Linked DNA regions of Sus scrofa: region 1 is linked to region 2. Evidence: chromatin contacts called from public HiChIP or PLAC-seq data. All regions are on one chromosome and are shown on one strand. Each heading gives the region's core, a stretch centred on a gene start, on an enhancer-like site or on the middle of the called end of the contact. The rest is flanking DNA. Distances are from core to core; before and after follow the strand shown. Region 1 overlaps PTPRC (receptor-type tyrosine-protein phosphatase C). Region 2 overlaps NEK7 (serine/threonine-protein kinase Nek7).

What was found. HiChIP or PLAC-seq counts read pairs in DNA pulled down with a chosen protein or histone mark.
Region 1: a contact with region 2 is called in an H3K27ac HiChIP or PLAC-seq map of alveolar macrophages. The contact joins two enhancer-like sites.

The regions. Positions count from the first base shown.
Region 1 is chr10:21,523,960-21,527,934 of Sscrofa11.1, reverse strand. All of the region lies in intron 2 of PTPRC (receptor-type tyrosine-protein phosphatase C), which reads right to left. Among named protein-coding and RNA genes, the nearest start is that of PTPRC, 43 kb to the right of the region's middle. Within about 2 kb of position 1,659, at least 15 of the 83 cell types and tissues checked have an H3K27ac peak or open chromatin away from gene starts, as enhancers often do. A contact at or near this core is called in alveolar macrophages, where this site is marked.
Region 2 is chr10:20,976,029-20,980,336 of Sscrofa11.1, reverse strand. The region is part of intron 1 of NEK7 (serine/threonine-protein kinase Nek7); the gene reads right to left. Among named protein-coding and RNA genes, the nearest start is that of NEK7, 12 kb to the right of the region's middle. Within about 2 kb of position 1,271, at least 2 of the 83 cell types and tissues checked have an H3K27ac peak or open chromatin away from gene starts, as enhancers often do. A contact at or near this core is called in alveolar macrophages, where this site is marked.

The DNA of each region.
Region 1 (3,975 bases), core at 410-2,909, 550 kb before region 2:
ATCCTTCAGATTTTTGGTTTTTGGGGTTTTTTTGTTTGATTGTTTGTTTTTTGGTTTGGTTTGTTTTTTGCTTTTTAGGGCCATACCCGCGGCATATGGAGGTTCCCAGGCTAGGGGTCCAATTGGAGCTACAGCTGCCAGCCTCCACCACAGCCACAGCCACACCAGATCCGAGCGGCATCTGCGACCGACACCACAGCTCACGGCAACACCGGATCCTTAACCCACTGAGCGAGGCCAGGGATGGAACCCACAACCTCGAGGTTCCTAGTCGGACTCGTTTCCACTGTGCCACGACAGGAACTCCTCCTTCAGTATTTTTACCCAAACCCTCAAGAAAGGAAAAAGAGAACATGCCTGAAAATGGTTGAGTCTTACTACGTCCACGCTGTAAAACTGGAACTAGTACAACACTTGTGCTGATCAAATCTGTATTTCCTAAAAGAAGCGGGGAGAGGGAGAGAAGGGGCTGGAGGGCTGGTGGGGAGAAGCTGAAATCAGGCGGAGGGGCGCGCCTGCATCCAGTTCTGCGGTCAAGGACAATGACTGAGGGCGCCATCCAGAGACTTATCTTTAAATGAACCAGGAGTGAAACCTAATTTTTTTGTTTTTGTTTTGGTGAACTAAATACTAGATAATAAGAAATAAACAGACCATCGACGCTAGGTTGGAGAGAGTCCACCTAACCAATGGGTCGTCATCTCCCAAAGAGCATCCGAGGATCCGCTGAGCCTGCCCAGAAGGGAAGGGGCGTCAAACAAAGGCTGGTAAATGCACTGCTAACTTCTCATTTCCCCTTTGCTGAAAACTCCGAACGGAAACACTTGATTGACTTTCAAAATCATTAAAGGAACCGGGCCCAATGGGAAAAGCTCTCCTTTCAGATAGAAGAGGCTTTCAACACGCTCTTCTCACCAGAGGCCTGTTTGCACAGCAAAGAGCAGCACTGGTGGCTTTTCTGCTCTTGTGGTTTCTCCTCCTCGGAGTCGGAGTCGGAGTACTTCTGTTTTTTTTTTTTTGTTTTTTTTTTTTTTTTTTTGATTCTGAGTCTTTGTAGGAAAGGAAGAGGTGTAGCTGGTGCGGTTAAGCTCACAAGCCTTTGCAAATGGTGCAGCGGGTTGCCATGGCAGCAGCATCATCGGCCCCATCTCGGGGTTAAACCACAACTTCTCTAGTTTATGGCGAAGCCGGCTGATAAGACAATGAGCTCCTGCAGCAAAACTGACTTTTAGGTTGATTTGTTTTTGTTTCAGTGAAAAGGTGTTTCAAAGATAAGGTTGCGCGGGAGGAGAAAGATGTGTTTCACTTGGAAGCATTTCCTTTTGAAAAGCGTTGGCAAATGAGTTTAATGAGAATAACAGTTACTTCCCATCTGATCTTCAGCAACATTCAGGAGTCACCCCCTCTGGGTCCAGGGTGAAATCTGATGAATTCATTCCAGAATGCAACTGGGAGAAAACAGGTTCTCAAGAGAAAAAGTAAGACAAACCTGCTTAGGTGTAAATAGAAATCACACTCCTTTAACCTCAAGATTATGAAATGACCAAACAGAGTGGAGGTGAGGATATTTCACAAAGAATGGAGCCTGTTATCATCACCTATAAATGTTACTCTCCCTCCACGACACACCACATCACACCCTCTGCAAGCCAACGTACTGAGCTAAGTAAGTCAAGTGACTTCCTCAATGTCACACTTGAAGTCTGATGAAAGGTCATGCCTGAGAACCCAGAAATGTATAGCAGCCTCTTGCTGCCTTTGCAGCATTGCCTAGCACCCTCGAGCCTTGGGTTGGTAACTGTTTTCCATGCTGAATATTTCTACCAACTCTCTAAGGTCTTAGCTAAAAGGAATGATTTCGTGGCAGAGAAAATATTGAACTAAGATGTGAACATCCATAAATGGTCACACCTGGAAAAGCTCATGAGATCATTTTCATCTGACTTTTTCAGAAAGGTTCCTGTTGGGTCAGTGTGTGCCTTTTTATATCAGAAAATGTTTCCTCTATCTTGGGTAAAAAAAAAAAAAATTTTTTTTTTGAATACCTATTCTTCTTGGACTATCTCTACGTGGTAAGTGAGTGTTATGACTCTTGCTTTATAAATGGGGAAATGAAGATACCAACAGTTTGGGTAAACTGCTCTTTTAGAGAGTAAGTAACAGTAGGAAAACTCAATTCCAAGCTTATCAGACACCAAAGCCCCTGCATTTTTTTTACTAACTATATAAGGCCACCTCCTGGGATGCAGGATTCAGAGTATCCATTTCACATTATGCTCCAACTTTGATACATAGTCTGAATATCTACTATCTGGGGTCTGAGCTTCTTTCTCGTTCCCTGGCCTTTACCCTAATCCCACTGCTTATCACATCCTATTTCACCAACCTTTGTCCTCAGTTCTAAGCTATGACATCCCCTTCCCCTCCACCCCGCTTCCTCATACACGCTAGACACTGCCACATGAGTCCACTTTTAAATTATACTGATATGCTTCGTTCTTGTGAAAATGCTTTAGTAGAAGATTCCAGCATCTTTGCTAGTATTACCGAAAGCCCTTCCCTGTCCACCTCCAAATTGCCTTATCAATAACTATCGATACACTTAAATGAAATCACTTCAAATGCATTCAGTTCAAATGCAATTTATGGTAACCCAAGAGGGTTCCAACATGCCCCCTCCCTCCCTTTTGGTTTAATTTTACCCTAGCCTGGAATATCTTTCCTTCTTTTCATGACCCTGCATTATAGCCATCCTCAAGGCTTGATCCAGTCTCCAACCTCATGACAATTTTCCTGGTCACCCCCGGGGGCCATTGCTAACATTTAGAAAAATAATTATGTGTAGTACTCATGGGAATGCATATCACAAAATGACTTATTGAATTAATCCTCTCTTTACATGGAATGTTTCTGTTAAGATCATAGATCTTTGAAACAAGCACAGGAGGGTCTGAATCTCTCCATTGCCACTCTTTAGCTGTGTGACCTTGGCAAAGTGACCTACCCTCACTGAACATCAGTTCTTCGCCAGTTACTCTATAATAGTTTCTCATAGGGCTGTATGGCTATTAGATAAGACAGTGTTTGTAAAATCCTTAATAAGCACAGTTAGCCCTTATTTAAGCCCTGAGCCCCTCCTTGCTTAGAAACTCAACAAAGATAGTTATCACTGTTTTTGTCATCATCATCATGATTTTCATCCTTGGGCATTTGACTTGTTAACTCTATGTTTCTTAAAGGCATCGGTGAAATCATCATCCCCGCATTTTGCACAATGGCTCGTTTATGGAAGGTAAATAAGAATAATTTTGGTTTTAGTCTTAATATAGGTCATACGTGTGGTTCTACAGTAACACAACTTGAAGCAATCTAATTTTGAAACTCATTGTAAGCTCTGGTATGTGTAATGTCTCATTTCATAAGATGGCATGGCAGTTCCTCTTGTCATTTTCATGCGCTTTCGAATTTTCATATATATCTATATTTATGCCATGCAATGAAGAACAAAATGCAAAACTCTACCCAGAACGAGTGAGGCTTTGCATTGTATTCACACTTTGAGTCCTAGCTCAGCCAGTTAGGACCTCGTGCAGGTTAAATAATATCCGTGAGCTTTGTTCTCCTTATTTGTAGAGACAGAACCGTCACACCTAGTATGTGTACAATCAGATGGGAGGATTATACAGAGTAATGCTTCCAGAGGGCTTCACAAAACAGACGACAGACACACAATAAATGTCCATGGCCTTTAAAACCCAGTCTTCCCTCTGCCTTTTCCAATTGGCGGCCATCAATGGTAAACTTTTTCAAAGGAGAGTCAGGAATCCAGTGGTAGTCGAAACTATTTTCAGAGGCTCTCAGGGCTGAGCCATCTATTTTTAATTGGCACACAAAATCTCACTTTATTTTTCAATCATGAGGTGGGTAAGAGTCTGAGTTTTTGCATAACTCTTCTATGGTCAATGCGACTCATGC
Region 2 (4,308 bases), core at 22-2,521:
GAGACATGAGAAAAGGGACTTTACGGTGTCAGGAAGCAAGTGTCCTTCTGACCGACACACGGCAGCTGGCGAAGGATGCCCAGGCAGGCTGGCGAAGGATGCCCAGGCCAGGCCTTGCAAAGAAGATGGGAGGTGAGCCTGAAAGAATGGTGGGACCAGGCAAGCTCAGGGAAAGGGGATGTCCCCACCGAAGCAGGGCAGGAAGACAGGAGCACAAACCAACACCCAAAGCACACTGTTAGGAGACTAGGGGCCTGAGTTATTTATCCTAGATGAGAACTGAAGGATTTCAAACAAGGGAAAACCTACCTAGAAACACGGAGAAGGTGTTGGGGGTGTTTCTTTAAGAAACGTATCCATAGGTATCCAGACAAAAAAATTTAACTCAATCCTAAATTTTAAAAGGGGAGAAGAGTTAGAAGATACTGGGGGGGGGGGCTTTAAAAAAAAAAAAAAAAGAAATAGTCCTTTTTCTTGGTAATTTTAAGGTATACTATCCCTGAAGTCTAGATTTGCAAATATAAACTAAATTTCTTCATACATCTCATAAACCAAATGCATCTTAATACATTACTGAATAAATATACCTGCGTTCCCCTTTATAATAACCTTGGTTTTATTGTGATGCTAGTTCCTGACCTGTCATTAATTAAGAACCTAATACACAGGTATCAAAGCACTAGAGCTTTTATTGCTATTAAAAACAGAATGTGAAAGCATAAAGTTGCAAAGTACCGCTTTACAGTCGTATCACAGGAGAGCAAAGGACCAATCCTCTGAGCATAGTATTTAAGGCCCTGGAAGACACCATCTCTGGGTACCTTCCCAGGTTAATTTCCGATGTGCTTTTTCCCTGACTTCATGAACAGACAGTGTATCTTTGGCCCATGTGGCTTAACCTTTTATAAGTACTTTAAATGTTTTTTTTAAATAATTATTGACATTGGGGTTGTTCTTTTAAACTTCTAGCAAAGAAAACAATGAAAAAAATGCTTTAAAAAAAGCATTTTGAAGTGAAACAACTTTATATCAGCATTTGATGGCCACAAAATCAAATAATCCTCCATCAATTCAAATTAGTAATTCTTCCCAAGAAGGGAACAGTTTCAAGTATTTTGCTAGTTATTTCTTCATTAACTTAGTTCAACATTTTCTCCATGAGGGGATTATTAGGACATCAAAATGTGGCAAATGTACAGTAAACACATTATATGGCGAGAGAGAGAGAGAGAGAAGGAGAGAGAGAGAGAGGTTCCTTCCTCTTTACAGAAAAGCCAGACCACTGACCTTGAACCTGGAATGGGCTAAGGCAGGGAAACATAAGGATACTCAGTGGACATCTTGCTACATCAGATTCAAATCAGTTTATTCTGACTCCTGGTCCTGCTTTAACCTCATGTCCTAATTATTGGTTCCTTGCTGCCCAAGCCTCTGACCTACACCTAAGCAGCCAGCTCATCCCTGCCTCAGTCTGCACCCTTTCCCACCACCACCGTGTTTTTCCCACTCCTGGTCGCCATCTCACCCCACTCTGAGATCTTTCGGAACTTAGAATTCAGAGTTCGAACACCAAGCCCAGACTCTCACCTGACAGTGACCCCCTACGGATCAGACCTTCACCCATTTCGGAGAGGAAATCCTCGCTCGCATCCTTCTGAAATAAAGAACTCAGAGTTCCTGACATGATTCAGTAGAAACAAGTCTGACTAGCATCCGTGAGGACGCAGAATCAATCCCTGGCCTCGTTCACTGGGTTAAGGATCCGGTGTTGCCATGAGCTGTGGTGTAGGTCGAAGATGCAGCTCGGATCTGTGTGGCTGTGGCTGTGGCAAAGGCTGGCAGCTACAGCTCCTATTCGCCCCTTGGCCTGGGAACCTCCACATGCCACAGGTGCGGCCCTAAAAAGAAAAAAAAAAAAGAACAGAACTCACATGTGGAGGCCTGCATCTAACACCCTGTGGCCCTTGCAGGGACGAGTGTCTGCCATTCACCCTAGACTGCCCTGAAATCAACTGATCAACTGTCCTGGACAGCCTCTTGCTTCAGGGATCCGCCCAGACCCTCTGCCCCAAACAGTCAATGGGATGCCATCACCTGCCAGCCCCTGAAGGGCCAGTTCTAATAAGAATGGTCCCAGGCTCTGCGGGAAACACAAATATGTACAGGACATGATTCACACCTTCCAGAAGCTTATATTCCAGGAAGGAAGCTACAACAAGTACAACTACGGGGAGAGTCGCTAAGTACTAAAGGCCTAAAGAAGCAGAAAAGAGCTCTCTTGTATTTTTTGTATGATATGTGAGTAGAGCTTTCAAGGGTAAGATGATTTTTATACACGGAGACCGAAGAGCTGAAGCACAGAAAATGGGCATTAAGAACAGTGAGAGAAGCATAAAGATAAGGCAGAGAAGCCAGAGAGAGCACACAATATATCAAAAAAAAAAAAAAAAAAAAAAAAAAAAAAAAAAAGTAAGTTGTCAGATGTGGCTAACATCTAGCGGAATATAAAGAAGTGAACCTGGAAAGGCAGGTCTGGGTCCAAGCTGACAACACAAGTCCCAGTACAGAGCCATTAAAAACAACGGGTGAGCCAGGCCGATGATACATTTGCTCCTCCCCACCTCCCGCCTTCTGCAATTAATCAAAACTGAAAGAGCTTTAAAAGCTTAAATACAGATCTTTCCTTAAATTATCTGTCCACTGGTGTTCAGCTACCTGCCGACCCCTCCAATTCCTCTTTCTTCAGGCCATGAAGTCACAGGAACCTGCAGGGAGGTGAGGAGAACAATAAAGGAACAAGGGAAGAGGAGGCCAAAGGGTGAGCAGAATCACCGGATCGTCCCCCTTACAGCTTCCGCGGTCTCCAGCGAGCACCCGGGCTGCCCCTCTGCTTGCAGGCGGGTAAGCCTTCCAAATGCGGAGACAGCCCACTTGAGACGAAGTTTGACACCAAATGCTGTGCAACCCGCTGGATCATCCTTCCAACGGTCTCGAAATGCATCTGCAAATGCCCCACCAAGGTCACAATGAAAAAATGGGCATCCAAGTCTTACCCTGGAAATATCGTCACTCAGAGGTTGACAACCCGTCTTGTGAGCAAAAAGGAACGGCAGCACGCCCTACGTGGACCACATTCGTGGAGACAAGGGTGCCCAGGTACCTTTAGTAATCATTACAGCCCCGGCTCCTTTTATGAACAGAGCCATTAATCACCCCCATCAATGCTCTCCTTAGCCAGACACTCAACTCTTAAACTGAGTTCTGTGGACTTTAATTTAGTTCCCCATAAGACCCTGTGCTTGGCATTTGAAAATATATAAAAAGAACCTGGACTCAATCCAGGACTGCAAAACCTTCATGGTTCTGCTGCACCTTCATACATTATTTTACACATTTACATATATATTTTTATATGTTTATATATATATATATATTAAGGTGGGGGTAGAAATGGTTATAAATAAAAGGGGCATGGACTTATTAATAAGTTCCAAATTAAAGAAAAAGGTAAAAAAATAAACAATCACGTCTAGTCACTTGTGATGGAGCATGATGGAGGAAAATATGAGAAAAAGAATGTGCGTATATATGCGTGTGTGTGTGTGTGTGTGTGACCTGGTCACTTTGCTGTATAGTAGAAAATTGACAGAACACTGTAAACCAACTATAATAGAAAAAATAAAAATCATTATTAAAAAAAAAAATCACTGATGGAAAGTAGTTTTCGAATGGCCAAGTAGGCGTTCTTAAACAAAGAACATTCTTACATGTGAAGGCTTGTATCTAATGACAAGGAGGAAAGTGAGAAGAGACTCGAGTACCAGCCACTTGTTATCAATGGAAATAAGACAGTCATGGAAAAAGGCACAGGTTAGTCATCATGACGCTGCTGAACACTTTCCAGCAGGGCCCGATTCGCAAGACAGAACAGCCTGGTGCGGCCAAGCCGGGGGCAAGAGGGAACTGCAGGTGGAACTTGGCCGTGGGGACGGGAGGCAAAATCCCCACTGCAAAGCAAAGGCCTTCTGCCTTAAGCAAATAGCAAACCATCTCAGGGGCAAGGGAAGTGGGACGCTTTCACACCCAGCTGAGAAAAATACCCTAAAAATGCCAAAAATGGTCAGAACAAGCACACAGCAGAGGCAGTATGCTCAGAGGAGGCCGTTTGGTTGGAACAGAACTAAAGCTAACACTTAGATGTACTATTTTCTTTCACTTGTTTGAAGTGGGATTTTTCTCTTCAATTACTACTCAATTATTATGTATAACTATATGTACATATATATGTTCTATATAATTATATATAAA